Linked DNA regions of Triticum aestivum: region 2 is linked to region 1. A link is a contact called in public Hi-C data. All regions are on one chromosome and are shown on one strand. The core of a region is the stretch at or near the end of the contact, and the rest is flanking DNA. Distances in the headings are between cores, read along the strand shown. Region 1 holds the start of LOC123078721 (AMSH-like ubiquitin thioesterase 2). Region 2 holds the start of LOC123074600.

The links. A called contact is a pair of places that touch in the nucleus more often than the background predicts.
Region 2: a contact with region 1 is called in a Hi-C map of leaf, with 3 times the contacts expected there. The contact joins the promoter of LOC123074600 here to the promoter of LOC123078721 in region 1. A contact is called at or near these places in 2 of 5 Hi-C or Micro-C datasets (both in leaf).

Annotation. Positions count from the first base shown.
Region 1 is chr3D:334,066,152-334,073,561 of IWGSC CS RefSeq v2.1, forward strand. LOC123078721 (AMSH-like ubiquitin thioesterase 2) reads left to right here and starts at 4,350. Exons shown (of 9, transcript XM_044501313.1): 1 at 4,350-4,969; 2 at 5,817-5,863; 3 at 6,060-6,360; 4 at 6,472-6,561; 5 at 6,662-6,724; 6 at 6,870-6,944. The coding sequence starts at 5,850. LOC123078722 (putative exosome complex component rrp40) reads left to right here. Exons shown (of 10, transcript XM_044501314.1): 6 at 1,960-2,032; 7 at 2,222-2,297; 8 at 2,384-2,474; 9 at 2,582-2,703; 10 at 3,735-4,113. The coding sequence ends at 2,701.
Region 2 is chr3D:334,236,865-334,244,274 of IWGSC CS RefSeq v2.1, forward strand. It overlaps LOC123074600, which reads right to left and starts at 4,370. Exons shown (of 1, transcript XM_044497399.1): 1 at 3,047-4,370. The coding sequence starts at 4,266. The coding sequence ends at 3,556.

The DNA.
Region 1 (7,410 bases), core at 3,100-5,599:
GCCATGGCCTTTGCCAGTTGGCCATTCGCGCCACCTCAGCCTCAATATGGACTGAGCATCGCCGCCATCACCGTAACCTTCTTGATTCGTATGGGGATGACGGTCATGGCTGCGGATTCAAGTGCATTGAAGCATTTATAGTATATCATCCGGGCCTGGGGTCTAAACAGCGAAAACCCAATGGAGTGCGTACAACATGGAAATGCAACATTCTAACTTCTAGTCGCTATTAGTTTTGTATCTACCCTATTGAAATGCAATATCCAAAATCCTAGTTTTTTTTCTTTAGTATTACTTGGGCTCATTTTCGTAGTCTATTTTTTCCTTTAGTGTTGACTGAGATAAACAAAGCGAACATATGCATGGACATGCTTATGAAATCGTCCTTCCGTGCATTGTCCTCCGGTTCCGAGTATACCTTCCTTGTCGTTGAAGTATGCTGCCAAGGTCCAAAGCGCTGTGGTACCAGTAGCTGCCCACCTGGCCATGGAAGACGCCCATCGTACTGCGTGCCTCCAAACTTGGTGACAACTGACGACAGACGGCAGCGTGCGCGGGGCTCCCTGCAGACTGTTCGCCACCTGGGAGCAGATGTGGACCGCACATCCGACGCAGGTTGCGTTGTGGCCGCATGGCGAGGCTCCATGCAGATCTCATGGTGGTCGCATGGCATGGCGCGTATGTGATTTTTTAGGAGTCTAAAAATTATGGCAGGGAAGCCAGCGCCGTCGGCTGCTTGGTGCCATGGTGACCAAAGTGGCAAGTCAAGGTCCAGCCGGCATGGGGAGGCGCAGGGTGGCCGGCCATGACATGGCGAGTTCCCGCGGGAAGCGATACTTTGTTTTAATTGCTTGAATCAAATCTGACCGGGGGATTGGGTGGCGATCTCTTCCTTACGAGAGAGATGTGTTTCCAACTGGTGATCATAACGTGGGGTGAAGGAAAAGATGAGAAAATGAAAGGGAAGAGATCTTTCCTGTTCATTTGGTGCAGGTGGGGAGGGGCGGACGACGAAGAGGGACGGAACGGGGAACACTAAGTCTTTTTTAGATCGGAGAGATTTACCATATTTTTGGTTAGCCATTGAACTTTAATGATTTTTCTTTGAGTGGCTATTTGGCATATCATATGTTTTTTCTTATAAAATTAACATGAATTCATTGATTGGATCAAATTATTTTGTATCTTAGTAGATACTGAAATCTTACATGGTGCAATTTTTAGTTTTTTGTTTATCTTGTATGGAGTGCATACGTTTTTAAATGATTGTTTTTATGCAAAATATAGGGTTTGATCATTAAATTTTGAAAAGTGTTGAGCTGTTTTTGTTTGTGATGTATTTTTGTCATTTTTATTGGTCAATTTCACTTGTTTGTTGATTCCTATCCATCCTCAGTCGTTAATATTGAAATAGCCGGTGGGCCCCGTTATGTAGTTTCAAATTCATTACATGCACTCAATGATGTTTGTGTTGTAACAATTTGTCAAATACTGGACGCGGGTGTTATACTTAAAAGTAGGGAGGATACTCTCTCCATCCACGAATAAGTGTACATTTAGCATTTAAAATTTGTCCACAAAAGAGTGCTTCTATCTTCCCAATGCACTTTAAAGTAGAAAAAATGTTTCTCTCTCATTACACGGTAATCAAGACCAGTAACATTCAACACATGGGCTCCTCATTTTTTACATACACTTGGCTCATTGGTGGTGGGGTAATTAAAGAGGAGAGAGATGGTGGCTTACACCTTCCCAATGTATTTTTTTCTCCACTCCATAATTTGTCCTAAAATTTTTATATGTACACTTACTCGTGGACGGAAAGAGTATGCCTTAAAAATATGATCTCAGCTTGTAATGATTCCGAAAGTTTGCAGTTTCTGTGCCTAGTATTCAGTTTCCTTCGTTGAGCTTGATGCATGGTTATTATAAATACTTACTGCATGTTTTCTCCTGCAGATTGGTACATTAATATATGCCAGAGTGGTGAAAGCAAATAGCATTATGAACCCAGAGCTTTCATGCATGGATGGTAACTTGCTAATTTCATAATTCAGTGTTTCTACGAGTTTCAAATTAGAAGTTCAAAAATACATCATGTTGGGAATCTTTGCTCATATGGCTGTGATATCTGTGGAGTACACTGTTTTGTGCCAGACTGTTGCATATTAGTTTCCTTGTACTGCTATCGAAATATAATGATATGAACTATCTTTTACAGCAAGTGGAAAAGCTGCTGAATTTGGTCAACTGAAAAGTGGTTATACGTTTGAAACATCAACTGGCCTGGCAAGAATGTGAGATGAATGCATGCCATAATCTTTCAGTAATGTGCTAGTATTACTATTCCCCTTTATATATTTATTATGTTGATTACTTGTAGGCTTTTAAGTTCCCCAACATGTCCACTTCTAGAGGCCCTTGGGAAAAAATTATCATTTGAGATAGCTGTTGGACTGAATGGTCGAGTATGGGTATGCTTCTGATATAATCGTGTTTTTCTTTCTCTTTTGAAGACTTGGGAATTAGTAATGCACGCCGTGCCTGTTAATTGCTTATATACCTTATTTATGTCCTGTAGGTGAATGCTCCTTCGCCAAGTAATGTCATTGTTGTATCAAGTGCAATTAAAGAATCAGAATCTTATAGTCGCTTACAACAAAAAAGCATGGTGGAAAAACTCCTGGCTAAACTGTCATGATGGTAAGTCAGCACATAGTTATTCAAACTTATAACGTGGGGTGGCACCCCATTCTCATTAGTGTGTATTGGTAAATACTCCCTCATCAAAATATAAGACATTTTTTGACACAGTCAGTGTTAAGAAACTGCATAGGGTGAACAACTGGGCAACGTCATTTTACATCTTGCAGAATCTATACAATTATTAAATGGACTTTTGAGTCATGAATAGCTTCTACCAGGGGCGGAGCTCTCGGTAGGGCGACATGGGGCACTCGTCCTACCTTGATTTCCTACGATTTTTCCTTAGGCATGTGTATTAGATTGATCGATGTAAGCCGGCTAAGAAAATCGCCGGTTCTTATGTAGTTACACGATCGTACAAGCATAGTCCCCGTTATTGGGCCAATAGCAAGCAACTAACGATGCAACGCTCAAGAGCCCGAATCCACCAGACTAGTTCGTTGTTTCTCAATCTCAATATTATCAATAAAAAAACAGACACGTGGTTCCTTCGTCCGTTCGCCGTTCACGGACCTGCAGGCCACAACGCAATCACACGAAGTCCCGAACCCCAGAGTGGTAGGGCACTGCCTTTGTTGTGTTCTTTAGACAATAAAGTGTATCTTTAAGTTGTTTCCGTTTAAGTGTATTTATTCTTCCATTTAATTTGTTTATTATGTTTAAGATCATGTAAAAACATGTGTGTGCATTTTAGTGTGTATGGACTACTTTGATCTTCCATCAGAATATATTGTGCTTAGAGTCAGCCCCACCTAATTTTTTTTCTGTCCTCCGCCACTGGCTTCTACATATGGTCGGCAGCATGTACCATCTGTACATTTAAATGTAGACTTCTCGATTGCAAATGTTTATTTTCCCCTTTCTCTTTTCTTCACTGGATCAATGGACACCCAGGCATAGCTATTGCTTCATGATGGAGGGATATCATAATCTACTTATTACATTGGGTTAAGGAAAAAAATTTGCTTCATCATCTGCTGTTGTTGATTGAGAAGTGTTGGGAAATTTGACTGCATCTTCCCTTGCAGGGAGCAGGACATAATCAGGTACTGTAAAAGGATTCTGAATTATTGTTTGTCAAACGCCGCAGATGATTCTGCAACCGGAAAGATGGCTAGTCACTATCATGCACCTTAGCAAGGAATAGTAGATGGGATGGCATGTAAAATAGACGCGTTAAAGTGGTTGCTGCTTTTTGATGATGCAGGGGCTAAAGCAACCGGTTGATTGCTAAACATTCTAAATCACCGTGTGGATGTTGTCCTTGCGGATACATGGTTTCTTAGCTTTGTAATATGCTACTGTAAGAGATTTGCACAAGGCTGCGTGTGCTGCTCTACTGAAAGATGATTGATGGATATTACTCCTATATTTTATAAATTTATTTAATAGCGTGTGAAACTATCACACTGAGCTCTGCAAGCAAGATCAGCTGAAGTCCTGCTCAATGATACGGCGCATGATTTCACGTTTCTTGACACGAAAACGTAGGAGAACCTTACAACCTTCTTGACACTTGCTCCGTTTATGTTGCACTCTGGCTGTGGGGAGCAGATCACAAGCGTACCCACGCGCGCAAACGTGACGCCTCCCGATTCCCCAACAAACTGTCCACCCTCTCCGTCCCGCGCTCTGCCAGGCACAGGCAGGTCGGCAACGTCGCACGCGGCGTCACGCCCCTCGCCCGAATGCCCAGCCGACACGCAGACAGAGGACACGGAGTCCCAACGCACCGCGGCGCCGCCAGCCACGGCGCTCGCTTCCCGTCGGCACCTTCCGGGCCTCGGACTTGTCGTCCTTATCTCAAATTCTCTGTCGCTTTTTTTTATAGTTGAAATTCTGTCTCGCTTTTAATCCCTTCTTTTCTTTTCTTTGCTGTGCGACGGACGATGATGTGTATGGCATGCACGGCCCCTCTGACGGCGACGTGTGTGTGTACGCAATCTCATTCTGAAACCGGCTGCGGCTTTCGATTCGCGTCGGACAACACAAGAGCATCAGCATCACGCGCCCATCGCTTGCTCGCCTTTCCCCTCCCTCTCCCCCCTCGGCTTCCCCTCGGCTCCAGCAAAACTCCTCCAGTCCAGACTACCCCCGGTGAGCGCCCGCCCTTCCCCTCTTCCCCGACCTCCCTTCCCTTCTCCGTGCGTTCGCGGCTGCTTTGCCCTAGCTGGCTGGCTGGCGGCCCACGAAATTCTTGGACAGAGATTAGCAGATTTCCCGGTCCCGGCCGGGGAAGATAAGGATAGTCTCCTTCGGCGAGGTGGTAGCTTGGCTTTTTTTCTTTTCTTTTTGCTAACAACGTGGTGGCTTGTCTTTGTACATGTTTGGTAGTTCGGTGGTTGCTGGTACTCCCTCCGTTGATCACAAATAGTGCAAGATGTTTTGGTCTTTTGGATATTTCAATATGAACTACATGCTGACTCAAATGAGTGAACAAACACACTAAAACGTGTCTATATACATCCGGTTCAGAAAATAGTTAGAATATCTTATACTCCCTCCGCCCGAAATTACTTGTCACATAAATGGATGTATGTAGACATATTTTTAGTTAAGTCCATTTCTATCCATTTCTGCGACAAGTAATTCGGGACGGCGGGAGTATTTGTCAATGGAGGGAGTATGTCGAGCTGAGCTGATCCTTAATCAGACTAATTATTATGTACTCCCTCTGTCCGGAATTACTCGTCACGTAAAATGGATGTATCTAGACATATTTTTAGTTATAGATACATCCATTTCTATCCATTTATGCGACAAGTAATTCGGGACGGAGGGAGTAGGTTGTTACATTTTTGTTCTTCTAAAGCAATACATGGCCACGGCCACTACCGTTACCCATTGATCGCGAGCTTGAGGCTTTGATCAGTGGTGCATGTGACTGGGTTCATGGCCTATGGCAGCGCTACTTTATGTGTTTTAGATGATGTTGATCATTCTTTATTGGGATTGGAAAAAGCAAGTCTGTTTAGTTTGACTAACTGATGCTTAAGGCCACGTGCTGCTGCGGTTGAGATCTCCTGAAGCTGCTACATTTTAAAATAAATGAGTAAAATGCTGCCACTCTTTTCTCTGTTCCTAATTGTTTGACAATTCTTGATTTCCAGGTTGGAATTAGGCCCCACTGAGCGCCAACAGCCATGAGTTGCGGGAGGTATACCATACCAGCTAGTCTCTTATTTTTCTTTATCTCTGACTGTAGTTCTGCTACAACATCCTCCTAGGAGGCATGTACTCTCTCACCTTTTCAATGCAATGAAACGCAAAAATCGCTTTGCGTTTTCTCGAAAAAAAAAGTTCTGCTACAACATTATGAGTTTATAACATTTTGACATGTGATGCTGATGCAGATCTGAAAACACTACCAGAAAATGCAGGACGCGTTCAACACCTGGTGAAACGATATATCTACATACTGCAGATGCTAAAAAGATCACCCACTACCAAGCTAATCTACCAACAACAATGGATCGCGATATCGGCGCCTACCCTGTGAAGCACCACTTTCCGTCTCCTATAGTTTCTTGGATAGAAGACCTTTCTAGCTTTGGCGATGTTCCTTTTAGTCATGATACTGAATACGTGGATGATCAATCAACACCTTCATTTGGGCAGTCTTCTGCATCTAGCAATTTGCATGACATGCAAATAGTACGTTCTGTTTTCATTTCTAATCCCCTTCTCTGAGTGTGTGCTCTTCCTTGGAGCATGTGAAGACACTCAAGTTTTAGATAAAATTGCTGATGTATGTGTGTCTTGCAGTCAGTGAGATTGACAGACGAATTCATGGAACTTGCAAAGGAGAATACAAGCAATAATCTAGAGACCTGTGGAATTCTTGGTGCTTCATTTGTAAGTGCAGTTGGGAGAAGAATTAGATACCAATGTGAGCACTGTTAGTCTTGATATATATTCACATTTGCATCTTAATTTATTTTACATTTATTTGCAGAGGGATGGAACTTATTATGTGACAACATTGATCATTCCAAAGCAAGAAGGAACTGCTCACTCAGTATGTCAGTAACTGTATGGTTTGAAAAAAAAAGACATTATGTTGTTTAACTTGTCATTTTACCTTTCAACATATCATTTGCCATCTTACTTTAATGTGTCTTGCTTCCATTTATCTATCTGAATCTGCCTGTTTCCAAATGCAGTGTCAAGCTTCTAACGAGGAGGAGATACACGCCGTATTATCAGAGCAGTCACTTTACCCTGCAGGGTGGATACATGTAGATATCTGAACATTTCCATACTTCATCGAATTCAGTTCTCTGTTGGTTTATAATATTGTAAATGAAATAAATACACATGGCTAGCCTACCTCATATGGCCTAAGAACATAGGTATGATGAGACAAAACTGTATCATTGTATCCAGTGTTTAGTGCTAAGTTAGGGTGTGTAATCTGACTTTCCTGTCTTCTGATTTGAAACTAGCATTATTTTTTCAAAAGAATATCACGGGAGGTAAGAACATAAATATTTTAAGATATATATTCATAATGGTTACCATTGAATATCCACTGTTACTGTTAATAAAAGCGTGAATACAGTCTCCACCACTTAATAATATACTGCAATTGTGGCCATTGCTGCAGCCAATTTAAAACTATTGTGTTTGTCAATTCTAATACATTTGAAAGAAGATTGTGAAAGAAGATTAACATAAAGCACAATTAATACCAATATTTTTCTT
Region 2 (7,410 bases), core at 3,120-5,619, 170 kb after region 1:
AAGACCGTTATCCAATTGCATTAAGTATGATGACATGAAGTAGATGATATATTATCTTCATCCTCCATCCAAAGGACAAGTACGCAACCATTTTTTATCTCTAGTGGCAATAACACAATACATGCCTTTGTCACTTTCTCTCACTGTGGTAGATTACTTACAAGATTGAACCCAGCTGTTATACGCAACTCCCTCTTGAAGATCATTCATTAAACTTGGCCAAAAATGATAAATAGATTGGAGAGCACATATGATTAAGACTTATGCAGCAAATAAACCAAATTGATCTAAAAAAATCATTGATGATCAGTCCTACTGACAATTCATCACATTACAACAAACACACCAAAAGATTATACCAAATGAATCACAATGATGTAGGGCAGCTTAAGTGATATTTTTATTGAGAAGCAAGACATAGAAAACCATTGCTACTGTTATGGACTCATAGTCCAAAGAAAACTACAAACAGGTGATCTGGTGACCGTCAAGTTCATGGAGATGGCCACTGTGATGATTTTCCCCTTCGGCAGAGTATCGAAAAATGCCTCCAGATTAGATCGCCATGGAATAGAGAGTTGCAACGACAGAAACAGAAAAAACTCCTCGATCAATAGGGTTTTCAGAGTGAACGAAAAAAATAGGCGTCGAGAGGCGGTAGAAAGGTGGTCCAGAGGAGCACACGCGTCCACCAAGCAGCCACCCTGACCACACGCCCTGGTCATGTGGGGTCTACAGGTCTCCTCTGGAAGCTTCCTAACTCAAAACTATTTCTGGACTTTTTGGGTATTTTTGGAGCTTGGTAAGATTGATTTTCTTGCAAGTCCAAAAGTATGCAGAAAACAACAACTCGCATTGGGCACTGAGTTAATAGGTTAGTCCAGATGCAAAACTATGCCAAGATGATACAAACAACAATAAAAAAATTATAAATACGTTTAAGACGTATCAGTGGGGCGCGTGGGTGGCTGGCCCACCCCGCGTTCCCGTTAGGCCTTTAACCCCTTAGGGTCTATCGCCCAAGGACCCCGTGGTAGGATACTTAGGCTACCACAGCTACCGTTGGCGGTAGCCACTTTGCCACATCGGCATGGTCAACGGGCGTGGATCATTGTCTACCACCGTTGACTTTGGCGATGACCCGGTAACCTACAACCCAAGAGTTTGGCGGTAGACCAAAAGGTCAGATCGTGCAAAACTTTGGATCATGGGTCAAACCATGCTAAACTTTTTCCATGATTTTTTTACTAAAAATCTTGAGACCATATATTAAGTATCACATGTCCTTACAAACACACTCTTACAAAAGAATAAAGTTACATTTAAAACGTGGGAGTGTTGAGGTCTTCTTACTACATTCACTGGCGGTGCATCGTGAGCATAGCTTGCCTCTGGGCCTCCGCCTCGGCGGAGCAAACTTTTTAAATCCAGGAGCTCGTAGAAGCAGCGGGCGGGAAGTCGTCAATGCAAACCAGGAGACGCTGGCGGCCATGATTTGTGAAGAAAATCGTCGCCCCAGAGAAGGAAACGTCGGTAAGGGACTGTAGAAACTTCAAAGATCAGGGAAGTTGGCCGGATTCATACGAATCCACCGGAAACCTAAACGAACCGAATCTTGAAAGATCGGTCGGAGATACAACTCCACACGGCCTCCACCGGTGATAATTTCACTCACTAAACGGGATAGGGCGGGGAGAACATATTCCTACATTGGGGCGGCGTCGCCGTCCAAAGAGCATGGACCTCCCCGTTGGACGCCGCTCGGACTTTGCCCGACGTTGCACCGTGATGTCGTCTGCAAGACGGGTAGACAGCCGAGCCGGGGCCTCACGCATGCACGCACGTCGTGCCCGCGTCATGCCGTGTGCCGCTGCCGCACCAGCGTGCCCGTCCGTTCTGTTTCACACCCGCCCGCCCACTGATGACACATCGGCGGTCGACGAGATTAGCCGCCATAGATCCACTCCGAATCAGATCATCCATGCAGACAATCATGGCGGCCACACGCACGCGCGGCAAGGGGCATGGAGATGGATTGGAACCGAAGGGACCTCCCTCGCGCCTCTGTCGCCACTCTGTTGCCCGGCCGATCGACAGATCACATATGTCTAGACTAAGGCTAGGCTAGCGAGTCGGCTTAATTTTAGTCGACGGCGGCCACCGCACTAGGCGCGTTCACCAGCTAATGCTAGTGACTGACCTTTGTGCTGTGCGTTCTACACTTCTACTAGCTACCAGCAGGATAGCTTAGGTTATAGCTTGTGCAGCAATAAAGTGGCGAGCGGCCGGTACAGAGGTGGCCACGTTAGCTTTGCCGTCCGTCCCCAAAATTGAACAACCCTTTTCCTAAAGAAATGCTACTAACAACCGTTTGAATTTCTAAAAAATGAATACAGGAATAAAAGCGCCCGAATTAAGGTAAGGTATAATAAGAGTAGTGACATCTGTATGGTTGCTGGTTTCATCGCAAAAAGAAGTGTGGTTGCCGGTGGGTTTTGGTTAGCAGCTCGGCCCGCGAAGCGGCTGTCGCGGTCGAACCCGTCGCCTACTTGATGGATGGATGGATGGGCGTCTTGACGGGGAACCTCCAAGCAGGCGAGCTCCAAGGAGTAAAGTTTTGGGGATTCAGGTCCCATCACATCCAGTAGTTGGTGTATTTGGTTACGACCTGCATAATTGTAGATGCTCTCTCCGCATCTGGAGGACACATATACAAATGCAATTCATCTCACTACGGAGAAAATGTCGTAGTTGGCAACTGGGTATACATCAGCAAAATTCTTGCTTATCGTAAGAGCCCACTACAATATACTCGTACTTAGTTGTAGTATATAATCGACAGAATCAGAGTCCAAGTTTGCAATTTTGTATACATGCGAGCATGAACTGTTTGACTGCTCTGCAAAAGTATATTGTACTCTACGTGATTAAGTGAACATCATTGAAATTATGGATCTTGTTCCAAGCACAAAAATAGAACAGTCTCTGTACTGACGTCTTAACGTACAGATTGCTTTGGCGACATCAATGTGGAGTGGAGGACCAATAAGACAACGAGGCATGAATTGTTTTGTACGTATGCGTATGAAAACTATTAGTACAACGTCACAGTATTAAAATCAACTAATAACGCCGCCACCCAGAGCTTTGCCCAAAAGGACACGCTCGAACAAAACAAAGAGGTTACACCATACATGAATTCACCTAAACTACCAATCAACATACAAAATTCTCTCCCGTACAATCATTAGAATGGGCAGTTCTATCCTACCCTGAGATTGATGAAAACAAAAAGATCAGAACTAACAGAAGAACAGCAGTTCTTTCTGACTGAAGTGTGCAAGCAAACAGAGAACCTACAAAATAGTCTATCCTTCTCCGATCTCTATCGTTGAGATGGTGTGGTTTTTACATTTACCTTAGCCAAGCATATCCTAATTTAATATATAAGCACACCAATTTTATTTCTAATAACACTACCAAGGTTATGCGATACTATTATGCACACAAAAGCAGAAAATATTGACGGGGTAGAGAGAGAAGCCAAGAAACGCATTAGAACGGGGGATAGCTTCGCCGTAACCCACTGACGTTGGCGAACAACCCGACAAGCTCTTGCTTGTACGGGAGGTAAGATCTCCTCCGGCCAGCGCCGCCGCTTCCTCCTCCACCTCCTCCTCCTTTGCTGTAATAGCTCCATCCGTGGGCATCGGCGCCACCGCCGCCGTCGCTCCTGCTGCCCCCTTCCACCACGTCCCCCTGCTTGGGAGGCCCTGAGGTGGCGTCCAAGAAGACGAATTTCTCCTTGCCGTCGCTGTGGCTCCGCCCCACGAGGCGCTCGCTGATGCGACGCCACCGGAGCACCGACCCCGTGGAGCTGCTCTTCCGGCACCGCCGCGGGGACGCCGGAGTGGACTGCCCGGGGGCCCAGAGGCAGTAACTCTCCGGCGCCACGCCCTCCAGCTCGCCGGCCCCGGAGCCCTCTTCGTCCCTCTGCCTCGCGCGGAAGTCGCGCTCCTCCAGCAGGAGCCGCCCCAGCGGCACGCGCACGGTGGCCGTCTCCTGCTCGTCGACCGAGGCCGCCGGCGGCGGGGGCGGGGGCCGGCCGAAGACGGGGTACACGGGCACGATGTGCGCGTCCGCCACGAACGGTAGGACGGGGAAGGTGAAGCCGTCTCCGTCTTCGTCTCCCTCCTCGTCGCCGTCGACGATGCGGTGTGGAGACTCAGGAAGGTTCTCAGCGGGGCCATGGTCTCTGTCCTCCATGGCTCTCTCCTCGCCTTTTGCGGGTTGAAGGATAGATATTTGATCGCTTGCCTTTATGTGTGGCTTCTTTCCTTTTGCTTGGCTGGGTCGGGTTCGTTTTTTCGGCCTGAGCCGGTGGCGGCGGCAAGTGAACACAGAGCGGTGTGAAAGATAACTCCTTCAAGCTGACAGATGGGCCTTATTGCGTTCTGGGTACCACAGGTCAGTACCCAGGAGCTGAACGCCTGAACCTGGCGCGTTTGGTTTGCGGCGTGAGAAACGTGTCAGTGCGTGGTAAAGTTGCTGCTCAGGCTAGAAGTCCCAAAAAACACGAACTAAATGAAGACAAAAAGGAGCTAAATGGGGCCAAAGGAGCGCTCAGTTTCCAAAAGAGTGAGCGCTCAAGCTAGGGTTTAGGGCTCCTCTAACGGCGGCTACGTCGAGAGTTTTGTCTACTCAGGTCGGTCTCCCCTCCGGCTAACTCGTCTACCTCCGGCGGATCTAGCGGCTCGTGTTGATCCAGGGGAAGCCTCACGCTTCTACCTCGCCTCGGCCGACGAGGTTTTGGAGGTTCGACGGGGGATTTCCAATTTAGTTCAGGCAATGAAGAGTGGAGGAAGTGGCGGCAGGAAACATGAGTCGGGAAACGTGGAAGATCTGATCAAGCGTCTTGATCTGCATGGGAATGATGGAGAGGACTTCCTTTGGGAGGATGATCCGGTTGTGCCAAAAGTTCAAGCAAAGTGGTTGGTCATGGACTAGGGTTCACACTAGTAAGGGGTTTAGTCTGGCCATGAGGTATGCATGGAATCCAGTGAAAGAAGCACATTGGCAACTGATCAAAGATAAGTTCTTTACCATTCAGTTTGGGTGTTTGGGTGACTGGAACACCGCGATGTTGAAAGGCCCCCTTTTTTGGAAATCAAGTGGTTATCCTAGTTGAATATGATGGGTTCACGAAACCCTAAGTCCGTGGTACTGGACAAGGTGGCGGTCTGGGCAAGGATTTTGAAACTACCTGACAACTATCTGAATGAGGCCATGATCAAGGGAATATGTAGGAAGATGGGCAAGATCATCGAAACTCGGATACAATTACCAGCTAGTTATGTTGGAGCTGTCATAAGGGCGGAAGTAAGTCTTGATGTAAAAAAGAGGTTGGAATGTTTTGTATCCATACCAAAAGGATGGAAAGAAGGATTGGTACCAAGTAATTTATGAGAAATTACCAGTTTTCTATAATCATTGTGGGATCTGTGGGCATTGCTTTGAGGAGTGTGGTACGGGAGAGCATGATGCTACGAAGTTTGAGTAGGGGGGTTTTATTCTAGCTGACAATTGGAAGAACGAGTGGAGGATGAGGTTCTGGAAGTGGTGGAGGACGAGGTCGTTCAGGACAGAGCATGATGGTTTGCATACCATAGGCAATAATAACGTCTATGATCCCCAAAGTAGCCATAATCAAGAAAAATTAGGATTTCTAAAAAAGTAAAAAAAAAAAGGTCCACTCATGGGAAAATCCAACCTTTCCCCGCGTCTGACACTAATCTATTAATATCTAATTAGAGTGGGGTTTCCACAAGAGCAACATACTTTCCTAGAGAACCAGTAAAAACTTCTGCCACAAAGAACGGTTGTGATAAGAAAAGGAATCAGTCGGAAGAATTTGTGCTTGGCGTCAGCTATGAAGCCTCTTTTGATCAAGAAATCATTCTGAGAAAAAAAATCAATTTAGCGCTGGATTTAAAAACCTCTATTTACGATAATTTCCTTCGGAGCAGGTGCCTTTTAGGATTAGGATTTGGAAGTACCGTTATTCCGTAGAGGATTTCGGAGAGGGGGTTTTTTTACAGAAAATTGCACTTGCTATAAAATAATAGTTTTAATTTTGGTTTTCCCGTAACTAAAGAGAATGGAAGAAATTTTCTTATTAGGCAATAACAACAGCTATGATCCCTAAAGAGCTGGCGTTGGAATGCTGCATTCGAGATGCAGCTGGATCCAAGTGCCTCGCAGAACCCTCCAGCACTGCATATATACCATTAATCCAGAACATATAAAGAGATGTTACCATAGCTGAGAAGGAACCTGCAACAAGGAAGCGACTGGCCATGGACTTAGTGTATGGGGCATAGACGATGAGAATCCTGATCGAGCAATAATACAAGTGGTTCCTTCATCAAAGGTGACAAATAGTGTGGACTTATTTCATGGGAATGACAAGGATCCGAGTGCTACTCCACGGAAAAATGCACACAAGAAGAAGTTGAAGGGGGTAGATGGGGAGGCTATTGACAGTGGTGAGCATGATGAATCTCTAGCAGGATCAACGACACCCCTCGGGCGTGAATGCCGAGAGCAATGAATATATTAAGTCTAAACTCTCAGGTCTGTGGACAGTCCGAGATAGTTCAAGAAATTCGCAACTTGGTATAGTTGCATCGTATGTGTTTGGTCTTTCTCTTGGAGACCTAACTCTCTGCTACGAGAGTTAAGGTTTACTTTGGGGCTCAGGCATTCTTTTGGTGTTAAGAGCGAGGGGGAGTGTTGGACTAGTGTTGTTTTGGAATAATGACTTGATCGACAATTTAAAATCATACAACCGAACACACATTGATAACGAGAGTACTGGGAGTAGGGAATGGCGGTTCATGGTTTTCTATGGTGAACCGGTGAGATCAAAGAGAAAGAGAAGTTGGGAGCTACTCACATACCTTTAAGGAGAATATGATAACCCATGGTTTTGTGTGGGGGATTTTAATGAGGTATTAAATGAAAATGAACAATTTGGTGGTGTTTAAAGGGAGGAGTGGACGATGGATGGCTTTAACCTCTGTCATTTTGCTGATCTAGGTTGCTCAGGGCTCCCCTATACTCGGGATAACCGGCAACAAGGTAATCAGAATATCTAAGTTAGATTGGAACGGGGCCTAAGGGATGATCGATTCATGGAGTTGTCTGACAGGTCAACGATCAATCGTGTACAGACTACCGAGTCAGACCATTGTGCATTGGTCATTGGTATATCCAAGTTGGACTGGGCAACTGGTGCAAGTAGTAACAGACTTTTCAAAATCGAAAATGCATGGACTAGACATGAGAACTATGTACAAATTGTTGAGAATGTGTCGGTGTGGGTGCCTACAAATGGAAATCTCCAGCGGG